Linked DNA regions of Mus musculus: region 2 is linked to region 1. Evidence: chromatin contacts called from public Hi-C data. All regions are on one chromosome and are shown on one strand. Each heading gives the region's core, a stretch centred on a gene start, on an enhancer-like site or on the middle of the called end of the contact. The rest is flanking DNA. Distances are from core to core; before and after follow the strand shown. Region 1 has its middle 65 kb from the start of Gm29686. Region 2 overlaps Cblb (Casitas B-lineage lymphoma b).

Region 1 (6,300 bases), core at 2,573-5,072:
GTTCACTTCTTTGTTTTAATTCATGTTACGAGATTGTGGACTCCTTGAGCAGCCTCTTTCCATTTGGATTTTCTTACTTATGAGAAAAGGTATGATCACAAGATTCACCTCGTGGCTTTGATTTTGGGCTAAGGTGAAACTAAGCCCTTGATGTGAGTTGGAGATTCTCCCAGTGAGCTGCCGTTTTCACAGAAAAGATAAAGGGGGAGTCAGAAGCTATCACAATCCCCTTTCCAGATTATTGCTGGAAGGTATAGAACAGTAGCTTTTGTTGTACTGTTTTCACAGCAACCATTATTATACAGAGCGTCCTCATCCTCTGCACCGCCGAGCAGGTGAAGTCCATTCTTTCCATTGTATTTCGTAGCTCTTAGAGGCTGTGTCTCCTTCCTTAAGCTTTCCTTCCCTCTTGCTTAGGCATATTTACAAACGTGGTGGTTTATCTTATTGTTCTCTACACATCCTTCCTCTTTACCACAAAAGGGGATATTTGCAGGTTAGAGGTTTTATCTTCTAACCCCTCGAAACACAACTTCCTAGTGGTGTTAGTGTTAATTTTGACCCAAGAATGCCCCCATTTCCATGTTGGCACCTCTGCATTCACCCAAGGCTTCCATCTCTTCCAGGATCAGGAAGATTCCATCACAGTTGTTCTGAATTAGGTCTGCAGTTACTTTTGACTCTCAATATATATTGCCAAAAGCAAAGTGGCCTACAAGGCACTTTAAGGACTTACAAGGTATGGATTTTACCAGAACGGAAGTTTTATTTTTCTAGAAGGTGTAACTGGTTCCACTGCCTGTAGCAACTGTATTCCTGTTGTACAGGAAACTGTTCCATCGCTGTCTGTGGGACAGGAACTTCTTGATCCTTGGACATTCTCACCAGATGAAATAGATTTGGAATCTCAAAATTAGAATCTGAGTTTCTGTTTATTTATTCCTTCTCTTTTGTTTCATTATTCAGCTTGCAGGGACTGTGAAGTTTTGTACAAATAATCTTTTTTTTTTTTTGTTTCTTCCTGTAAAATGTTTGGTAAGTCCCTCTTTATTTTGGCACAAAAATACTCCAAAATAGTACTCGGCAACAGGATGAGATGAGCACATTCCTCTTCATTTTATCTACGGAGACTGGTTTCAAATGTAAGAACAATGAGCTAACTGGTTAGTGCAAAATATTTCTCCTCAGCAAATTCATTCAATTTTCCACCTAAGACTGAGCCATTGTTGCATTAGGAGAAAGTTTAAATGGCTTTCATATTTGATTTGTCTTTCTATCACAAAGTTCTTAAGTTTTCCTAGCTTTTGCATGAAGGCTTGAAATTAAGTCTTGAGTAGTTCTATTAGAGTAAAAATATAATTGAAGCAGAATGACTCATTTTCTTGAGAAGTTTGCATGTATTTTTGGGTGTTTTCAACAACCCTTAAAATTTCTCTCTTAAAGCCAATGCTTAAATCTACATGAAAAACATTTTTAACAAATCCAAACTTTATAATGACATACTATATATTCATACACTCACATGTATAACTACACCTTTATTTTAAGGTATTTTACAACTAGATACTCTTGATACATGAATTTCTGTTCATTGGAGCATATTTATGGAACTAGTTAAAGGTAATTTCTGATATATAGTTAAGGTATTATAATACTTATCTTAATTTAAAAATTGTAATCATACTTTTGTAAAATATAGTTAACATATCATTTATATATTGTTTAAACATCAAGTCCACTTCAGACATAAATCACAATATGATTTTATACAAAATATAACAAATAAATTAATTAATGAGTATTAAAAAACAGAGATGTACTCTTTAAAGGGATAAAATTTTCCAAGGAGATCTGAGTGAGCACAATCTATTTAAAACATTTCTTTACCATGATGTGGCATTATCCATTATTATATACTTAAATTTCAACATTAAATTCATCATAGGTAAATCACTATCTAATGCATATTCTAATAATTTTCAAAGTCTCATGGAAGCTTAATAAATAAAAATAAGCGGTGTCTATTCAAAGCATGTAATTTGACATATGTGTGTGAATGAATCTAGAACAGCTGTGACAATGAGGATATCCATCATCCTCAAAGGCTTCCTGAAGTCCCTTTATAGTCCCTCCCTCCCACAGCAATATATTTCGTCCTCAGGCAACCTCGGATTGCTCCAATGTTTATTAACATTAAATGTAAATGAAATCAGGTGGCATCCCTTTTCTGTGGGGCTACATTCAATCACTAAACTGCTTTAAGATTCAAACACACTGTCATTTGGCCATTGTCTATACTGTTGGTATATGGTAAAGCTACACACACACACACACCACCACCACCACACTCTCATGAGGGTGTGTGTGTGCGTGCATCCTGTTATGATCAAATGCTCTGAAAAAAGTAACTTAAGAAGAAAGTGTTTATTTTATCTCACAGTTACAAGCTACAGTCCATTAGAGTAGGGAAGTAAAGGCAGCAGGAACTTTAAAAGCAGCTGGTCATGTTGCATCCTAACTCAGGAAAGAGAACCTGCTGAATGGGCTCAGCATAATTTCTTCCTTTTAATCAGCTTTGGACCGCAGCCTATGGAATGGTATCACCCACAGTGGGTATTCCCATCTTAATTAATCTAAAAAAGGTAACATTTCAGAAGTACATACAATTAATGATTCTAGATTCTGTCAAGTTTACAATCAATATAAGCATCACAAAATATAGATTCCTCTCTTTATATAAATACCTCTTTGTTACCTATTCACTTACTACCTGATAATGAATACTTCTTTCTACTTTGGCGGCATTTCTGACCATTGTTTTATAGAACATGCAGTTTTATGTCTTTGGGGAAATAACCAGAAGTATAGAGACTAAATCATTTGTATCTATATATCTACCACATACAACTTATCCATCATTTCTGCTCTTTGGGTGGCTTTAATGCTCTTTGCATTAAACAGGCCCCCATTTTGACACTAGTCATCAACTGACATTTAGATTCCAAGATGATAGGAAAACATGCGACTTGTGGATTGATCCAAGAAAATCAGATTGGCTAAATTTTCCTTTTAAAGGCAAGAGTAGTGATGTCTAAACTTGCTGTGGTGGTTTGAAAAACTATGGCTTCCACAGGCTCATATTTGAATGCTTACTAGCTGGGAGTAGAACTCTTTGGTAGGGGCAGGCTTTAAGGCTACAAAAACTCGTGACTGGCGCTGTCTGTCTGTGTGTGTTTCTGTCTGTCCCTCCCTCCCTCCCTCCCTCCCTCCCTCCCTCCCTCCCTCCCTCCCTCCCTCCCTCCCTCCCTCCTTCCCTCTTTCAGCCTGCAGATCAGGATATAGCTCTTAATAACTTTCCCAATGCCATGTGTGATACCATGTTCCTTGCCATGATGAAAATGAACCAAGCCTCTTAAATTGTAAGCTAGTCCCTGTTAAATGCTTTCCTTTAAGAGGAGAGGCCCATTGGACTTGCAAACTTTATATGCTCCAGTACAGGGGAATGCCAGGGCCAAAAAGGAGGAGGGGGTGGGTAGGGGAGTGGGGGGGTGGGTATGGGGGACTTTTGGGATAGCATTGGAAATGTAAACGAGGAAAATACCTAATAAAAAATTTTTAAAAATTAAAAAAAAAAGGAGTTGCCTTGGTCAGCAATAGAACAATGACTAAGACAGGGGCTAAGCTCTACTATTTTTTTAAGTTTAAAACTAAGTTGCAAGTGTTTGTCCTACTTTAGATCCCCACTGGCCGCATATAGCATCCCATTTTGCCTACTTCCTTTCTACGACGTGCACCATTCCAATGTGTTGTTATCTCCTTCTGGTTTTGATTTTATTTCCCTAATGACTGATGGTGTTGAGCAACTTTTCATGTGCTTATCTGTCATCCCTTCTGCATTTTGCTGAAAGGGCTCTTTCCCTATTCCTTTTAAGGAAGCTCAGTTTTTATTGCTGAGTTCTGGATGCAATTGTTTTATGAGATATGTGGTTTACCAATAGATTCTACCAGTCCTTGGTTTGCGGTTTTCTCTTCTAATTCAGATTTCAAAAATAAAATCTAAGTGTTCCACATGTTGATGAAGTCACACTTTTTTCTTTTCATTTTATGGGTTGAGCAGCTTCTGGTAATATGCTTAATAAACTGCCTGAAATCAGAAAGATTTTCTTTTGTATTTTGGTTTAGACCGTTTGTAACCTTAGGCCTCACATTTAGATCTTTGAAAAACTAGAGTTAATTTTTGGGTATCAGTTATTAGAAATGAGGATTAAACTGATGGTGATGTTTTGGTATGTGGATATCAGCTTCTAGTATCATTGGAAGAAAATAATTTCCCATCAGCTTGCCTTTGGGACTGTCTGCCGCAGGTTAGTGGTCCATACATATGTGCATGTTCTTGATTCCAGTGCCCAACTCTGTGTACTTTTAAGTTAGTGACATTGTGTCTAGATTATTGTAGTGTTTACGTAAGTGGAGGCAATTTTGCTACTTTCTAATTCAATTCCATTATAATCATAGAGAGTATTTGTGCATCTGGAGACAATTTACTTTTGCTGAAATGTTACGGCCATGTTGCTGTCAGTTTTGTATTATAAAATACTGAAATTACTTCTTTATTATACTCTCCTGGCACCTCCAAATACAGGGAAATTAAAATTTTTTCTATTGTTTTCATTAATTTGTAAACAGTAGATTTACAGTCTATGCACATTCTTATTTCTGATGTATTAAAAACACATTGATGTCATGTGACATATTTTCTAAAAGCTTATTCAACATTATAATATAAGTTATCTAATTTTTTTCTCATTTCTTAAATGATGACTGCCAGCTTTCTCTTTTGGAAGGTGTTTTCTGCATTTCATGGTTCTTTCCAGTGCTTCTTGATCTTTCAGAAACATAATTAATATGTGTATAACCCAGTTAATAATCTCTTCTGTTCTATAGCAGATAGCTATATGTGGAAATTTAATTAGAATTTCAGTGCAGGTGATTGAATGCCTGGCTCCACCCATGCTAGGCAAATATTTAACCACTTCAGATTTTTTGAACTTTAAAAGAAAATAAAATCTCAAGATAGAATCTTGCTAGTTTGCCCAGGCTGACCTTGACCTTTCAATCTTACTGTGTCTTAAGCAGTTTGGGTTTTACAGGCCTGCACCTTCAGGCCTAGGTTTTATATGGAAAATGTAACAAGGCTTTATTGTTTTATTTGTTTTAATTTTTTTTCTTCACAGATCTCTTGCTGTGCTGTCTCCAAACCTTACCAAGTTCAGTATCATTTTATTTCTTCCTGCAGAGGACATTAAAGAACTACCTTTTTGGATGTCTAGTGGTTTCCTTCTTTCAGAGCAGGATTATATTTCAAGGAAGATAAATTTATAGTTCCCTCTTTGTCTGAATTAGTTGTAATATCAGGAGTCTGACCTCCTAAGAAATTCACAAATCCAAAATAGCGCTGACCTAAAGGAGATCTTTAAAGGAAAAAAAAAATCTGTAAACACGGGGAGAGGTTTGAAAAAAGAAAAATAAAGGCCAACCATGTCCAGGTCTTCTTTTATATACCTGGTCCATGGTATTTAAAATAAAGTTATAGTATGAATCTAAGATAAGCCCATTATATGTGCATCAGATGTAAAACTCATCTTTTCTAGCTCATAGCTATGAATCCTTTCTTCAATTCTAGTAAAACCACCTCTAACCATCTGTGCATGACTGCCAGTCCTGATGGTGTGTGTGAATATATATTACTTATAAAATCACAGATGAAATCTTGAGTTTAACACTGCATTCACCTTCAGAGGGAGAGTGACTCATGCTTTGATTCCATCACTAAAAGCCAGAGACTTGCTGGAGGCACTGTGACCTGAGAAGAAAAAAAAATTTTTTTTCCAAAAAGACTCATAGGTTATATATGTTTCTACTTTTCTAGTGTTTTCATTTCATGCATTAGACATATTTTCCTATGGAGTTTGAACTTTGCAATCACCAAAACATTTTAATATATGGCATCATCTTGGTGTTGTTTATATCAAGGTTAATGAAGAGAGATAATCAGTTCTTTCAGTTGTCTCTTCTTAATCTTGTGAGCAGAAAAATCTTTTGGCCATGTGTAGTGTGTGTGTGTGTATGTGTGTGTAAACATACTACATACATACATACATACATACACATTTCTCTCTATATGGAGACATATAGACACATGGATATATATGTATGTATGGTTATACATATTCATATCCATATTTATACATATTCATACATACTTTGGTCTCATAAAACTAAAATTACAAGACAATATTT
Region 2 (6,388 bases), core at 2,317-4,816, 220 kb before region 1:
CAGTTCTCAAATACACTGTGGTGCTGTGAGAATCCGTCTACTGAGTTAGTTAGCAGACTTAGGCTAACTTAGACTTGTTCTCCGGGAGTTTATTTTTGCTGCAGTGGGTGAGGTGGTTCCACAGGTACAGGCCCTTTCCTTCAAGCCCGCAGACTGGAACAGACAGTTGGATGCAGATAAGTGGCACCTGTCTGCAATCCCACCACTCCTGTGGACAAAATGGGAGGTGGAGACAGGAGACTGGCCAGGAATCTGAGGCCTGCTAGACTGGGCACAAATAAGAGGGTCGGTGCCTCAGCAAGGTGTAGGGAGAGGCCAGCCTCTTCAAAGGCTTCTCTGATTTACACCTCACCGTCAACCCGCCCTCCTCTCAGGCCTGGGTACTCCTCACGCCTGCTCCATTGCACTAGCTCACCAAGACTCCCAACTCCTTCAGTCCCCCTCTGAGAAAGAGACGCTCCAGTCTGTTCTATCACACTAACCCAGAAAAGAGACAGTAGAAGGCAAAGAGAGAAATGTACGTTTGAAACGGTCTTAAAAGCAAATATTGTTTTAGTTTTCGTTAAAAAGTTTCTAGAAGGTTAGACATGCGAATGTTGCTTTTAAAATAAGCCAGAATCATATCTGTTTCTCACTGAGACATACGCAGTGAGCTAGATTTTTGCCTCTCCACAGTGCTCTATTTGATCGTACGGCATTAACGCCACACTCATATTTGAATGCACTCACTGTTTTCTTACAACACTTTGGACACAGAAAAGTCTTTCCTGCAAACGTGTCTGAAGAAAAGTCTAGGGGAAAAGCCACAGAAGTTAAGTTTCCATTTCATAAAACTAGGGTTGTTGGCAGAATTCAAAGTATAGCTGCGTGGCATTGACAGTGATGGCCTTTTTTATGTGAGACATTCAAAGTTTGCTGCCTGCGTCATCTGGAAGCGCAGACGTGGTTTAGCAGAACTGCTTGTTTGCCTCTGTTTTGTCAAGAGAGACGCAGCTCCTTACCTTACCCTGTGTGCAGTGCCGCTGCTGGGTTACTGCAGTGCTTTACAGACTGTGTACACAGGAAGAAGATGCTCTCGGGACTCTGCATGGAGATGTTTTCTCTGCCTCTTAGTGACAGGTGAAAGTGAGAGGGGTGCCCGCGAGCTTTACTGATCAAGAGTGAAACAGAGAAGCCGCACCCAGAGAAACTCAGCTTCAAATGCTCCACAAAGCATATTATTTAACTTACTTGGTATTCTGGGCAAACTCTTCCGTGGTTATTCAATTTATTAAATAACACAGATGTTTCAGAAAATGAAAAAAAAAATCTGACACCTCTTTGGAGGCATGACTAATAGGCCATTATGACAGCAATTAAGGAGCACCCACTGACAGACTGTAACAGCAACCACTACTGTGCCTTTGTTAGGTTTGCTGTTAATTACATCAAATTTAAGTCCCCAATGAATTGGAGTTAAACTAAAACAGGGCATCAAATGAAAGACAATTTTAGTGAAGAACAACTTGCTAAAAATGCACTTTCTTGAACACATTATAATTTGTAGTCCAGGTTCAGTGTTCCCTGTTGGATGCTGACAGATACATCCTAACTCCTTGGGAGGCATGCATTTCCCTAAAAGCATTTTCATATCAGCACACCTAACCAAAGAACTGTAAAGGTAGAGGAAACGGTTTCATGTCCCTAATTAAAGCTGCAGGAGAAGCAGATACTCGTTTCAGGTAATTACTGGTAGTAATCCCATCTATAAAACTTCTAGCAGTGAGTTTAAAGTAGAAACTACGTCTGAACTTCCTTTCTGCTCAGAGATTGCTATAGAGACACGAGCTGCTCAAGAGATCCTCCTTAAAATAAAAGTCAAAGCAACAGGCTTGACTTCTCGGGAAGCAAATGTTGACGTGCCCAGGTTTGTTCCTATCAAAGGGTGTTGTTCAACGATAGATTTGTGCTGTGCATGATTGACCTTAAAAGCTTAACTTTTTATAAGGCTGTAACAGTGGAAAATCCCGTGAAGTAAAACTAACAGCTTTAAAGAAAAAAGGAAAAAAAAAAAAAAAGACCCTGTACTGTATCATTTTGGAACACGGGCAAAGTAAAAACACAGAGACATCTGTTACAACCTGCCTTTCTTTCAGCCCAGAGCTCCGAAACTCAGAAATCTTCCAGTAAATCTGTAAGTTTAGATTCAAGGTTTGACAATATATTACAGAAGGAAAGAAATGTTCTATAGATGTGCTCTGCTCAGGCACACACCATCAGTTAAATCCAGTGAGCCTCAAACTGACACTCCCAACAGGGGCTTGTTACTGAACGTTTTTTCACTATGTTTTAATTGAATTAAATTTGTAACACTTGCTCTTAATAAAGGAAACTTTTTTAATAACATGTCTAAAAGATCACACAATATTGCTGCTCATGCACTAACTGGAAGGCTTTGAACACTGATAACCTAGTCAGCAGGGCATATTGAGTGATACCTGTATGTGGATGTAGGAATGCCCCTTACCCCGTAGTAGACACCTTTACTGATTATCGAGTTTTCACTAGTGATACCCCACTGAGATGCAGTGATTCCAGACTGCCACTTTAGGAATTTCAAGCCATGTCCAAATGACAAGTTACTTAAAAATGAGGAAAATGTGCATCAGACGTCACTGCAAATATTCCTTGAGAGAACACAGTAAGTAGAAGCCAGGTCTTGTGGCCATCTGTGCCAGAGGTTAAGCGAGCAGCAGAGGTAAATAACAGGGTACAATGTCTACAGCACAGAACACATGTACCTGTGGCTACAAGTTTTCAGGCACATTGTCAGGGAGAGAGGACGCCAAGGTCTCTGAAAGGTAATGCCTTCTCATGAAGAACTAACAGTCTAAAACAAGCACTCCATGAGGTTTTCCATCGATGATTACAGCACTGTCCAGTTAGAAGAATCTCATGCCCCCCCCCCACCCCCTCCACTTTCCTTCATAGCATCTGACCTGAAAATCAGCATTGGGTAACCGCCTACATGCACGGACATGAATATGCAAAGCGATCCCTGTATCAGAAATCCATACTCTAGACTGCAAATGGGTATACATAGACATGTTTACAATGTAACCAGGAAGAAGCTTATGGAATTGTACAGACTGAACCAGAACATTTATTAAAATACTATTTTTGTGAGGAGATATCAAAATTTTGCCATTTTTTCTTTGTCTATATGCAAAAGCTGACCATCTGTTTAAGATAACAGTACTCACTAGTGGTGTAAGTGTAATTTAACGGGAGACATATTTCAATTTCATGAACACATTTGAAATAGTTACTTTTTAAAATTTTACTTAATAAGTTATTAATTTACTAGCACTTTTTCAAATAACGTCTACTGATTTCCTCCTGTTTCCAGTGCTTGATCGTGCACGCACTTCCCCAATTTCAAACAGTGAAACTGAGAGGGAGTTAAGTATTAAAAGGGGAAACAGTAAGGGCTAATAATTTATGAACACTACTGGACATATCTACATGTAAGGTCTCTAACATTACTATGAAAATGTATGCAAGGCATCCGGGAACTGATTATCAGCTAGAAAGAGGAACTATAGGCAAAGCTGTGGTAACGTAAGGGGCAGAGCATCAACAACACAGGAGGAAGAAGCTGGAATGAATGCCATGCCCTTTTATGCAGCAGACTGAAACAAAGCTTTACAGAAAGCTGAAAAAAGATGATAAGCAGTCCTTCAAAGAGTATACAGAATTACCACACTTTTTCTTGTTTTACACTCAAGCATACAGTTAAAAGACCCACCTTAGGCTACAAGGTAAGCTACATATGCAGAGTGTATTAAACAATAGCTTTCATCCCAGTCAAGCAAATAGCACCATGTTAAACCATCTACCTTCCCAATAGTAAGCACAGCACTAGATCAAACATGTCAATTCCCAGAATGCATAACATGGCCGTATTGCAGATTTGAGGCCCCCGGGTGTGCACTATCCTAAATTTATGCATTCCTTTAAAAAAAACAATAAAAACAAACAAACAAATAAACAAAAGCAAAAAAAGAAGCTTTCTTCCCCTCTCAGGAATGCCTAAGAACGGCATTACTAGACCAAAGCGATACAACTTGACTTCTTCTCAGTTCAGCACTCATCCTGGCATCCTGCATGCGTGTCAGGTGAAGCAGACCTAAATACCCCTACACAGGCAGTCAGAGGAGGTGAAAGGTCAACCGCACTTTGTACAGTTTCATCTGAAATGTCCTAAGGTGCAGAAGAATCTGACTTTTGGCAGCAAATCAAAATTTATCGCAAGTCAGTTTCAAGAAACCCCTTGCTAAGTTTACAGAATGATGGCTGTTAACAGACCTAGCAAGGTGGGTACCCATTGGCTGAGAACAACTCTTCCTGATGTCACACCGAGTCCCTTTCTTCCTACCTCTAAGGTGCAGATTCATCTTCAAAATGAATAGATTGCAAAAAAAAAAAAAAAAAAAAAAAAAAAAAAAAAAAAAAAACTTAAGGAAACATATATACTAAAAGCATGTCGGAGAGGACAGCCATGGAGATGCTGAGCAGGTTGACTGGGGTGATAACGATGCCTGTGAGTGCACAGAGAAGTGTGTGAATCAGCTAGAAGTATCCCATCAGCTAGACTTCACTGTCTCCTCAACACCACCTTTTAAGCTCTCTTCACATAGGGATTGAAATTGTGATAGTTATTACATCTTTTCACCAATCCACAAGTTGCACAGGTACCATGACCTTTGACACAGCTCTTTTCATACTCCTCGCTCCCCTACTGCTCTATTTCCCCTTACATCGGAATTCAGGGTTAGAAAATGATGGCCAAAGAATGAGAGGGCTGAGGTTTAAAAATTAAGTGTTTTGATTGCCAAATTACAGCAACATACTCCTAGTTTTAACAGGGCTCCGTTAAAGAGCAAATTGCAAGATGGCGTGATCAAAATAGTTAGCTAAAACTGGAATTGTGTCAAAAATAACCATTTTAAATCCCCAACTGTTGCAACAGTTAAACCACAACAAAAAGTCATCGGTGGGAAAACAGCTTTTCCACGGCCTTATTCTAAACCACTGACTCATTTTGTATTTAGTGACTGACTACCCACGGGCAGGAAGGAAGATAGTCTTTGATTACGTTTTTCAAAACTGGAAATTGCCTGTTTGGGTACAAACTGCTTCAAAGTCATGTTTCTCTGATTCCCCTGTTTTGGTTTCATGAAAGCAACCATAAACACGTGTGAGACATGACCCATGGCTCAGGAGAAGAGAAATGTGATGGACGGCAGCAGCGTAAGCTGTATCTGCTGTGGTCCACCGAACTTCAGAATCTTCCCAGGAGCACGACGTGAGCTGACTGGAAGCGCTCACCTGGTAAATACTCTCTCTTGGCGTCATCATGACACTAACGGCAAGACGGATGCAGAACCACTTATAATCAACAGGAACTTAAGTTACACGCATGTAAGAAACACAATATAAAACGCAGCAAAGCTATCAATTTTACGCATTCAACATAGTAAGTTTTTTTTTTAATGTAAGTTACTATTTTAGATAAAACAGTTCTGAGTATTACTTCCTGAGTCAGTAAGATGTGGAAGGCTGAGAGGGGAAGTGTGAACGGGACAGACAACAAGGCAGTACCTGCCACGCGGTAAGGCACGAAGTGCACATCAGATGCCCGCAAGGCTCAATCTTGACATCTTTGTCATTCTCTGCACAGATCTTGCAGAGCTGAAAAGTGGAGCCCATTTCACAATACAGTTCATACTGCTCCTGGAACACAGGGAAGAAGGGCCGGCGGTTAATGGTTTACTAGCATGAAGTCGTCATATGGAATTCCCTAAAATACAATGACTTATGGTAAATATCCCACACTTGAACTTGTCAGAATTCTGCTACCATTTAAGGACACATTTTAAATTGATATTCACAATTTGGTCTAAAAAAATCAATTTTTACAACGTCCGAACTCCTGGCATCAGTTTATATGTAAGCTTTTCTTTCTTAGCGCTCTCGGTTATTTAATTTATTTTATGCTATTGCTTTAAGAAAGAACTTGCTTTACCAGCAACAGGCAGTACGTACAGTTTTAAGATGACAATATAAATGACTCGGTCTTTTCTTTTTTTCTTGTTTTCTTTTCTTTTTTGTCTACACTGACAAACTGAGTAAGTGTCATCTGGATGTTACATTTTATTTCTTAGGCATCTTTAGGAATCTGAGGACGAAGGATAAGCAACGTTCGTTCCTCATGCGTGCTTGCTGCCTGACTTACTGTAGTCCACGAGTGCGAGCGCAGCGTTCGCTCACCATGAGGTTTCAGGTACTGCTCTCAAATTCGAGAGTAAGTTTCTAACTCTGAAGGATGTGAACAGTAAGCATCTGA

The links. A called contact is a pair of places that touch in the nucleus more often than the background predicts.
Region 2: a contact with region 1 is called in a Hi-C map of bone marrow-derived macrophages, with 2.9 times the contacts expected there. The contact joins two enhancer-like sites. A contact is called at or near these places in 1 of 484 Hi-C or Micro-C datasets (bone marrow-derived macrophages), 1 of 115 datasets of contacts at active chromatin or transcription factors (fibro-adipogenic progenitors) and 1 of 9 other capture datasets (liver).

The regions. Positions count from the first base shown.
Region 1 is chr16:51,918,798-51,925,097 of GRCm38.p6, reverse strand. No RefSeq gene overlaps it. Among named protein-coding and RNA genes, the nearest start is that of Gm29686, 65 kb to the left of the region's middle. Within about 2 kb of position 3,822, at least 9 of the 459 cell types and tissues checked have an H3K27ac peak or open chromatin away from gene starts, as enhancers often do. A contact at or near this core is called in bone marrow-derived macrophages, where this site is marked.
Region 2 is chr16:52,142,154-52,148,541 of GRCm38.p6, reverse strand. It overlaps Cblb (Casitas B-lineage lymphoma b), which reads right to left. Exons shown (of 18, transcript NM_001033238.1): 9 at 5,644-5,775. Among named protein-coding and RNA genes, the nearest start is that of Gm23513, 40 kb to the right of the region's middle. Within about 2 kb of position 3,566, at least 64 of the 459 cell types and tissues checked have an H3K27ac peak or open chromatin away from gene starts, as enhancers often do. A contact at or near this core is called in bone marrow-derived macrophages, where this site is marked.